3 separate regions of the Mus musculus genome follow, and regions 2 and 3 are each linked to region 1. The links are chromatin contacts, called in public HiChIP or PLAC-seq maps. All regions are on one chromosome and are shown on one strand. The core of a region is the stretch at or near the end of the contact, and the rest is flanking DNA. Distances in the headings are between cores, read along the strand shown. Region 1 overlaps Gm30120 (a long non-coding RNA gene). Region 2 overlaps Rere (arginine glutamic acid dipeptide (RE) repeats). Region 3 has its middle 10 kb from the start of Gm36600.

Evidence for each region. HiChIP or PLAC-seq counts read pairs in DNA pulled down with a chosen protein or histone mark.
Region 2: a contact with region 1 is called in a FOXA1 HiChIP or PLAC-seq map of pancreatic cancer cells. The contact joins two enhancer-like sites. A contact is called at or near these places in 1 of 39 promoter capture datasets (cranial neural crest) and 2 of 115 datasets of contacts at active chromatin or transcription factors (pancreatic cancer cells and regulatory T cells).
Region 3: a contact with region 1 is called in a FOXA1 HiChIP or PLAC-seq map of pancreatic cancer cells. The contact joins two enhancer-like sites. A contact is called at or near these places in 2 of 39 promoter capture datasets (the C10 cell line and cranial neural crest), 2 of 15 datasets of contacts at CTCF or cohesin (CD8 T cells and pro-B cells), 1 of 484 Hi-C or Micro-C datasets (bone marrow-derived macrophages) and 2 of 115 datasets of contacts at active chromatin or transcription factors (embryonic stem cells and pancreatic cancer cells).

The regions. Positions count from the first base shown.
Region 1 is chr4:150,967,514-150,970,771 of GRCm38.p6, forward strand. Gm30120 (a long non-coding RNA gene) reads right to left here. Exons shown (of 4, transcript XR_390979.2): 3 at 910-1,073; 4 at 1-116. Among named protein-coding and RNA genes, the nearest start is that of Gm23405, 4.4 kb to the left of the region's middle. Within about 2 kb of position 1,693, at least 16 of the 459 cell types and tissues checked have an H3K27ac peak or open chromatin away from gene starts, as enhancers often do. A contact at or near this core is called in pancreatic cancer cells, where this site is marked.
Region 2 is chr4:150,574,944-150,578,201 of GRCm38.p6, forward strand. All of the region lies in intron 12 of Rere (arginine glutamic acid dipeptide (RE) repeats), which reads left to right. Among named protein-coding and RNA genes, the nearest start is that of Slc45a1, 76 kb to the right of the region's middle. Within about 2 kb of position 1,523, at least 37 of the 459 cell types and tissues checked have an H3K27ac peak or open chromatin away from gene starts, as enhancers often do. A contact at or near this core is called in pancreatic cancer cells, where this site is marked.
Region 3 is chr4:150,693,209-150,696,466 of GRCm38.p6, forward strand. No RefSeq gene overlaps it. Among named protein-coding and RNA genes, the nearest start is that of Gm36600, 10 kb to the right of the region's middle. Within about 2 kb of position 1,728, at least 39 of the 459 cell types and tissues checked have an H3K27ac peak or open chromatin away from gene starts, as enhancers often do. A contact at or near this core is called in pancreatic cancer cells, where this site is marked.

The DNA.
Region 1 (3,258 bases), core at 443-2,942:
CTCCAGTTCGAGCCCAGAGCCAACGTCAAGAGGCTGGGTGACCTACTGCGCAGACGCAATTCTAGCACGGGGAGATGGAGAGCAGTTGGCTCCATGGCGCTTGACGGCCAGCCAGCCTAGCCAGAAAGAGAATTCATCTCAAGGAATCAACGTGGAGGGCAGAACGACACTCAAGTTTGTCCTCTGTCCTCCACAGGCACCTCTACATACACATATACATGTAAACACATACACATAAACACACACACACACACACACACACACACACACACACACACATACACACACGATTTCTAGGAAGAGATTCCTGCTAGGAAAAAAATGATCAAGCTGTTTGGTTGGAGCTTGGAGTCCACTGCTCACCCCTGCGTGGCCTGGGGAGCCCCGTCTAATCTCCGCCCAAACCCTCGCACACTGAAAAACTCTGAACAAAAGAAGGGCCCCAAAGGCGGGTGTGGTGGCGCACGCCTTTAGTCCCAGCACTTGGGAGGCAGAGGCAGGTGAATTTCTGAGTTCGAGGCCAACCTGGTCTCCAGAGTGAGTTCCAGGACAGCCAGGGCTGCACAGAGAAACCCTGTCTCGGATACCCCCCCCCAAAAGGCCCCCAAATCTCAGTTCCGCATTTCCAGCAGCTGATGCAATCTGCCAGCCCACCCGTGTAAGCGATCAGCTTTTGACTATATTTGGGCACAGTTCCGGCTCCTGGCTGATACATCATCGCCCGAGATCTATAAACCCCCTGGCCTTAGCCTGGGCTCGTGGTTTCCCTGGCTCTGTTCTCTGGGACCTGCGAACCCACCCAGGAGCTGCGCCCAATAAACGTGCACCTATTTACTTTTACGGTGATCTGATCTGGCCTATCGCGCTGGTGAAAACCTATTACAATCTTCTAGGAAAAGCATAATTTACCAAAACAGACTGAAGAAAGGAAATGCATAAATAAAACTGCCGTTGAGAAAGCTGAGGAAGAAGTTACAATTCCTGCCATGTTAGTCCAGAGGCCCAGGTAGTCCTTGACAGCCATGGGTGCAGTTATTCCAATATGTTCCAACTTCCGTGGGGTACAGGCAGGCCTGGAAAGTAGAGGGAGCAGTCTACTTACTGCCATGTTAATCTAATTGCTTCTGAAATTATTTTTTTTTTAAAGTTTTATTTTATGCGTCTCTTTGCGTGTGTACACATGCACCCGTGTGCTGGTGCCCATGCAGGCCAGAAGAGGGCATCAGATCCCCCCACCCCACCCCGGAGCTAGAGTATCAGGCAGTGGATGTGTTGCTGTGTGGATGCTGGGAGCCAAACCCTGGTCCTCTACAAGAGCAGCCAGTGCTTTTCAACTGCAGAGCCACCTCTCCAGTCCCTCAGATCTGAAATTCTTAAGCAAACTAGTGATTTTTGCAAATGAAACAGATTGGACAATACAAACTCTTGTCTCTCCTTTGCAAGAGCTGTTTCCCAGTTTTAACCGTGTCAGATGGTGGTTACCTTTGAATTAACGATGATTGACCAGTTAGTGATTGTAACAGGCATTGCATCCCTGAAGCCTTCACTTTCTGATACGGTCTATCCTGAGCTTCCTGCCCTGTGGTCAACTCTGACTCACTTCTTCCCTGTCACTTCTAAGGGATAGAAAGGGGCGAGGCTCACTGCCCACACACAGTCAACACAGGGCTGGGGATGACACATAGCTCATTGCCTTTGTGCTGGCCTCACCTGTGCGAAGATCAGCACTGCATTAGAATCAGGTGTGGTGGAGAACTGGGAGCCCTGCGCTTGGAGGAGAAGCTCAGGGTGACTCCTCGGCTACCCAGTAAGTTAGAGGCCAGCCTGGGCTACCGAGAACCTGAGTTTGATCCCCAGGACCCACACAGGAGGAGGGAACTAACTCCTGCAAATTGTCCCTTGGCCTCCACATTTGTACCATGACATTCATGTGCACATGCTCACACACATGAACACACACACACACAAACACAAAAGCAGTGTAGTTAAAAAAAAATCTTGTCTTAAAACAAGAACATTGTCACTGTAGGCCTGATTTAAACACATTTCTCTACATGCAAACCTGCCAGAGGTGTGTGTGTTAGCATCTGATCAGTCATCACAACATCTAAGGTGTGCAGGCAACAGTGAGCCTCGCCCAGCTGATCTACACAGTCAGTTCCAGGGTGGGCCAGGCCTGCACAGTGACACTGTCTTGACACAGCAAAGGGTCATTCAAAGGGCTCCATGGGTACCTGTCACCCAGCGAGACATCCGTGGGTACCTGGGTACTTGACAAGCTGAGTCAGGTCCCCCGGAACCCACAACTCCTGCAAGCTGTCCCCTGAAATCCATATGCACACTGTGGTATTCACCCCGCCCCCCCCCCAACACACACACGCTAAAATTAATTAAAATGTCGTTTAAATGTTTTGATAGGAACAACAAACATTTAGAAACCTTGGTCTTTCTAAATCAAGCACAACACAATGATATGAATGGGAAAAAAATCCCATTAAAAATAGCAGCTTAGGAAGGTGGTGAGATGGCTCAGTTGTTAGGAGCACTGGTTGCTCTTGCAGAGGAGCTGGGCTCACAGCACACTTGACTCCAGATCCAAGGGGATCCGACACCCTCTTCTGGCCTCCACAGCCTCCTCATACACACGTGGTGTACATAAACTCAAGCAGTCTCACAAACATACACATAAAGTAAAAGTAAATGAGTAAAAACTTATGTAGAGGGGTTGGAGAGATGGCTCAGTGGTTAAGAGCACAGGCTGCTCTTCCAGAGGTCCTGAGTTCAATTCCCAGCAACCACATGGTGGCTCACAACCATCTGTAATGGGATCCGATGCCCTCTTCTGGTGTGTCTGAAGACAGCTACAGTGCACTCATATACATTAAATACATCTTTAAAAAAAGAGAGAGAAGACGGGCGTGGTGTCGCACACCTTTAATCCCAGCACTTGGAAGGCAGAGGTAGGCAGATTTCTTAGTTCGAGGCCAGCCTGGTCTACAAAGTGAGTTCCAGGACAGCCGGGGCTATACAGAGAAACCCTGTCTTGACCCACCCCCCCCCCCAAAAAAAAAGAGAGAAAGAGAGATTCTGAAAAGCAGTTCAGAGTTCAGACCTTCAACAGATGATCCCCTGCTGTTGAGAAGCCTAAATTCATCCTGCAGTGTCTCAATCAATCAATCAATCAATCAATCAATTGTCAAGCATACCCTGGAGCACCAACACTATTTCTCAGTGACCTTGATCATTTTTCCTGTGATC
Region 2 (3,258 bases), core at 273-2,772, 390 kb before region 1:
TCGGGAAAGGTGGAGGAGAGCCTACAGGAGTCCCTGGGTGGGAGCAGGTCTCCTTACCTTTGGAGGCTCCTGTAGGAGTCCCATTCCTCCCATTCACTACAGGCCTTTATGTCTGATAAAAGTGCCTGTGCAACGGACATCAGCTTTCCTAACACTTGGTTTCTGGAGTTTGTTATACAGGGGCTAGGTCTGGCTTTCCTCTGAATGCTGCTGCCCACTGAAGTGGGAATAGTGGCTGTGATTAGGAAAACCAACTGTTTATAGAGGGTTAGTTGAGTGGGTATTACGTGTTAACCTCATGGCACCCGAGAGAATAACAAGTCAGATCCTTTTAGAATTACATCTGTGCAGATACCCAGTTCTTCCTTCCTTTTTCCCCATTTGCCTTTCTTTAACATATGTATAAAATATGGTTAGTAGATTAAAATACTAGGAGTGAGCAGTGTCTCAGAATGATTGAGGCTGCCCACTGCAGATCTCTCAACTGTTTACACAGAGGTCTGGGTGTTAGTGCATCGATGTAAACACTGCCAAGTGTCCTGCACTTCTGAGAAGACAGGGCTAGCTCCTCTCCCAGATGTTCTGGAATTTGCTGTCCTCCAAGCCAGGTCTCTCATTCTAAGTGCTGTCACTCTGCTGTTGGGTAGATGAGTTACATGGCCCCTGACCTTGTATGTTAAAAATAAACAGGCCTAATAGACTTAGATCCTGATCACCCACAGGGAACCTATCTTATAATACAGATCCCAAAATAACTCATTTCTCACATACATGGCCATTTCTTATAAAATCTCAGGATGACTATACTCAAAACATAAGGATGGTCTCTCTTCATCTTGCAAACATGGCTGCTTTATATGAATGGAAGAGTGGCTCCTGGGAGATTGTCCTCTGAAGGCTTTGTGTACAGCTCTGTCTGCTGTTGCCAGCAGTGGAATGTGGACAGGAGCACCACCCTCACCGATAGGGAGCAGTGGCTCCTGCTCAGATGCAGTGCAGATTAGCAAGAAGACAGTTTGATTTGGCCCAGCTCTGTAGGAGAGAGGAGCCTGTGGGGAGGGAAGGCACGAAAGCACTTGTCCTGGACATCTTAGCTGCCCTTCTCTTAGTTTCCAACAACTACCTCAGGAAAGATTGTACTCTGGTTATTTGTAAGTGCAGGTGGTCGTGTCCGAGTGTTCTCATCAGATCGCATTCTCACTCCAGTCTCGGTGCCATGGGTGAAGAAGGCAAAGAGGAGACAGTTGTGAAACAGAACCATGAGGGATGAGCTTGTGCTCTGCAGGTTGCGTTTCAATGCAGGCGGATCTGGCTCGCATCGCAGGCTTTGGGTTTCCCAGAGAAGGTACAGTTAGTCTTTATTAAGTTTTTGTGATGGGGTGGGAAATTTTGGAGTTTTAATATGCTAGATAGCAGGGAAATCAGTCATGTTTCTGGGGGCAAATTCTATAGATGATTTGCAGACTAGCTCTGTGAGAACTACATCTCTAGGCAGAATGACCTGTGTCAGCATGTTCTCCCAGATGGAAGAATGAGTCATCAAAGTTCTGTTAGCATTAAGAGATTAAGAATTACTCCAGTGTTCAGCATGAAGTTTTATTTAATTTCCGATATAACCTTAGGTAAACAATGCTTAATCTTACATAAGAAAGCGTGGGCTTGTAGTCTGGGTTGCTACTCTGAGAACAGGCAGCTGTAGGACAGCTACGGAGTAACACTGAGGAGTTCTCTGCTCTTCACTGTGTCCCTCCAGTGCAGGTACTGACTGTCTTAATTGCTCACAACACAGTGGGCAGTGCAGGCTCTCGGGTTCCTTGTCCCTGCCTGTTGAGCCAAGATGGCTATTTTGTTGTTAAAATGGAGGTTTAAGTAAAATTGAGGTTGTTCAGTAATGTTTGGGAACTACTTACACAGCCTCAAAATCCTAACACTCCAAGGTATATTCTATTCTATTCTTTTCTCACATTTATGTATGCATGTGAATGCCTGCATGCATCTCTGTGCACTATGTGTAGGCAGTGATGGTAGAGGTCAAAAGAGGGAGTCAGAGCCTCTGGGACTGGAATTACTTGGAGGTGTGAGCCACCTTGCAGGTGCTGGAAATTAAACTTGAATCTTCCAGAAGAGCGGCCAGTGCTTATAATTACTGAATCTTTTATTGTTGTTGTTGTTTTGAGATAAGTTTCTCTGTGTAAAACTAGCTGTCTTGACACTTTCTCTGTAGTAGACAAGGCTTGCATTTGAATTTGAGTAACAGATGGTTGTGAGCAGCCTTTTGGATCTGGGTATTGAATCTTGGGTCCTCTAGAAGAAGAGCAGCCAGTGCTTTTAACCACTGAAAGACCTCTTTGACCCAATCATAGAACTAATCAATCAATTAATTCCTTTCCAAGATTTAGTTAGTTAGTTTATATGAGTACACTGTTGCTGTCTTCAAACACTTAAGAAGAAGCCATCGGGTCCCATTACAGATGGTTGTGAGCCACCATGTGGTTGCTGGGAATTGAACTCAGGACATTCAGAAGAGCAGTCAGTGCTCTTACCCACTGAGCCATTTCTCCAGCCCCATAGAGTTTCTTAATATAAAGCTTCCCCCCCCCCCCTCCAACTCTCACTCCATTTTCTTTTCTTAGAAGTACAGTTGTGGTCTGGAAAGATGGCTGGTGGTCAAAACCTCTTGATGCCCTTCAAGAGGACCTAATTTCAGTGCCTAGCACCCATGTGGGGCAGCTCACAACCACCTATAACTCTGGCTCAAAGGTCTGACTTCTTATGGTCTCTGAAGGTGCTCCGGAACACACAAGTAAAATTAAGTACGGAAAGAGAAAGAAACCCAGTTGTAACACCTTATTTTATATTTTAAAGATCTTATTCACTAGGTGGTGGTGGTATACACCTTTAATCCTAGCACTTTAGGAGACAGATGTCTGTCTCAAAGACTAAAACACAAACAAACAAAAATCTTCAAATGTAGCTTTCTTTACTGGCACAGCCAGCCTGGGAAGAAATGTGAGTAGATGTGAGGGATTAGTCAGCAGGCAAAATGGAGAGCATTTAAGCTCTGACCACTGTACTCTGCACAGCTCATCTCTAGGTGCTGCCTGATGTCTCCCAGCAAGTGTGCTGTGGTGCTGAGGGCTGTCTGCCTCAATGTAGTCACAGCCTGGGGCTGTTTGTTATTTGAGTTTTTGTTTTTGTTTGGTTGAGTCAGGGTTTTTATAGCAGAGACTGGCCTTGAACTAGAGATTGTCTTGCTTC
Region 3 (3,258 bases), core at 478-2,977, 270 kb before region 1:
GTCTCCCCCTGCAGTCCTGGCTGCCCACTGCACTTTCAGATTCCCATGCAATCTGTGTCACATATGCATTGCGTATACTTTTGTTGTCTGTCTCCCTGACTAGAGTCCTTTTAATTTTAATTTTTTATACTTATTTATTATGTGATAGTGTACGTGTGTGTGCATGTGTGTGTGTGTGTACATGCCGTGGTGGTGCACATGTACCATGGTGCATATGTAGATATCAGAGGACAATTTCTGAGTTGGTTCTCCCTCTCTACCTTTATGCAGTTCTGGGAATCAGACCCGTGTCACCAGGCTTGGTGGCAAATGCCTTTACTCACTGAGCACGATGTTATCTGATTAGGGCTATTGAGTTCTTTAGGGCAAGTTTGATCTTTGCCATCAGGGTATTTAGTTTTTTTCTCCTTTGTGTGTGTGTGTGTGTGTGTGTGTGTGTGTGTGTATCCTCTAAAAGTCTCCAGAATTCCAATGTCACACAATTGCAGAAAGTATCTGCAGTTGAAAAATCTCATCCCTCCTAAAGCACAGGGGGAGTCGTAGTCTGGAGCAGCCCCGTATCCCACACCAGAGATTAAAATGACAAGACATTCATATAATATTTCTGTGTTTTTAAAAGAAACCAAAGCCGGGTATGGTGGCACACGCCTTTAATCCCAGCACTCGGGAGGCAGAGGCAGGCAGATTTCTGAGTTCGAGGCCAGCCTGGTCTACAGAGTGAGTTCCAGGACAGCCAGGGCTACACAGAGAAACCCTGTCTCGAAAAACAAACAAACAAACAAACAAACAAACAACAACAACAACAAAAAACTCTAAAAGAAACCAAAATTCCAACATTCTCACTATACACTCCCTTCCTTCCTTCCTTCCTTCCTTCCTTCCTTCCTTCCTTCTTTCCTTCCTTCCTTCCTTCCTTTCTTCCTTCTTCCTCCTCCTTCTTTGAAATCCAGCTGTGACATCTTCAATGAGGGGTCCAGGCTTTGTCATTTATCTGCTGTGAGCTGCATCTTCCTCCACTTTTGCCTCCTTTTTACTCTTCTTCCTCTCTATGCTTCTTTCCCATTCCTCCTCTTCCACACTTGCCCTCCTCCCTACTCACCCTCTTCCTTACTCACCCTTCTTCCCACTCACCCTCCTCCCTACTCCTCCTCTTCCACACTTGCCCTCCTCCCTACTCACCCTCCTCCCCACTTACCCTCCTCCCCACTCATCCTCTTCCTCACTTGTCCTCATCCCATCCTCCTCCCCACTCCTCCTCCTCCCTACTCTTCCTACTTTTCCTCCTCCCTACTCCTCTTCCTTCTCACTCCTCCTCCTCCCCCCTCCCCCTATCCCTACCACCAGTTCCAGCCCTGCTAGTTCTGCCCACACACACTTCCTAAGTCACCTCCCCCGCCCATCACTCCTGCCCGGTCACCCCACCCTGTCACATTTCCGGACAACTCATCAACTCCCAACTTCACAGCTTCTACCTCAGCCGTGGATCTGCAAACATAGCTCTCGTTGACCTTGGGAAACTCCAATGGCCCTGCTGGACCCCAGACCCCAGATGAAGTCCAGTCTCTCCATTTTTGGCTTCTCTAGCCTAGATCCCAACACGACCAAGCCCTCCAATCCAGCTACGGGACCTGTAGTCTATTCCTGAGGCAGCTTCAGTGCCCCAGCCTTCTGCTGGGCAAGACTGCCCCATCCCAGCCAGACCATCAAGAGCACCGGGCCAAACCTCAAGGTTCACTTAAGCCGGAAGGCGTGTAACTGACAGACACTGAGTGAAGTTCTCTCTAGGAGGAGGGCTCTGAGGCAAGCTGCTTATAAGCATAGCCAGGATTCCTCACAATGCATTTAGACCACCCTGGGTCCTGATACTGCACCAGAGTTAGAGGACTCATGAGCTGGGGTAGGGTGTATGGCATTGCACTCTCTGGGGAATTTATTAATTAATTTGGAAAACACGGTATTTGTTTTGTTTAGAAACAGAGTCTCAAGTAGCCAGGCTGGCTCCAGACTTGCTTCTTACCTGAGGATGACCTTGAACCCTGATGAGCACTGGGATCACAGGTGTGCTAGTGATGCTGGGAACCGAACCCAGAGCTTCCCGTATGCTAGGCAAGCACTCTACCAACTATGGCACCACCCCTCAAACACAAGGTTTTAAAGAGGAGAAAGAAAGACCAGGCCTGCTCTGGGCAGGGAGCTGGTTACAGGGACAGGTCCAGGCCACCAGGGTACCACATGTATAGTACAGTGCCTGGGCAGCTGCCTGTAGTGCCCACTGGCAATCCCCTAACTGTCCCTGCCTGACATGTACCCAGCATGTGCCTGTCCTAAGCATCTCACCAGCCAGGCTCGGGTGGCAGCCACTCCCCGAGACCTATGGGTATGCCAGGACATCAGAGAGAGGGATAGTCCTCTTCTTTGAGGTCCGAGTTCCTGGCCCTGCCATTTTGCATTTTTTCATAACAGCAATTAATAATGACACTGTCTTTTCAAGTCAGGTGTGTGGGGATACAGGAGTCTGGGTAGGAAGAATTCCATGCCCACTGAGTCCCACCCTGTCCTCCTGAATCCTGCTCTGTGGGTCAGGCCCCTGTCTCACTCACCTAGGGCTATCACAGACCACCGAGATGGCCTATGGATAACCCACGGAAAAGAGAAAAGCCACAGAGGGCAGGAATTCCCCTTGCTCCGACTCTATAGCTCCAGGCTATCCTGAACTTTGGATCTCAGCATCCCCAAAGCTTTTTGGCTGCCCTGATCCACTGAGCTTTCCTGACGCCTATCTTGCACTTATCCACAATTGGGACGTGTCTTTCCTTCCTGAGGAATTTGTCCTTTAAAATCTCATTTCTTGAGTTGGCATGGGGGGGGGGGGGCATATCTGAAATCTAGCACTCAGGAGGCCGAGGAAGGATTGTCAGGAATTTGAGGCTATAATGAAAGAAACACTATGAGCGAAAGCAACCGAAGATTCTAGCCTGTGCAAGTTGACATAAAACTCGATATCACAGAGACTTCCTAAAGGTAGGCAATTTCCTCTGTCTTAGCCAGAGATGGTGGCACATGCCTGTGAGTCAGTCTCTTGGGAGGCAAGAAGATGGTAAGTTCAAGACCAGCCTGGACTACATAATGAGGTGTGTGTGTGTGTGTGTGTGTGTGTGTGTGTGTGTGTGTAGCCAGAGTCACTCCCACTTTCTCTCCTTGGAGAGTCCTCTACATTTGTGGGTCCGACTGTGAAGCCTCTCTATGGACCATGGATTG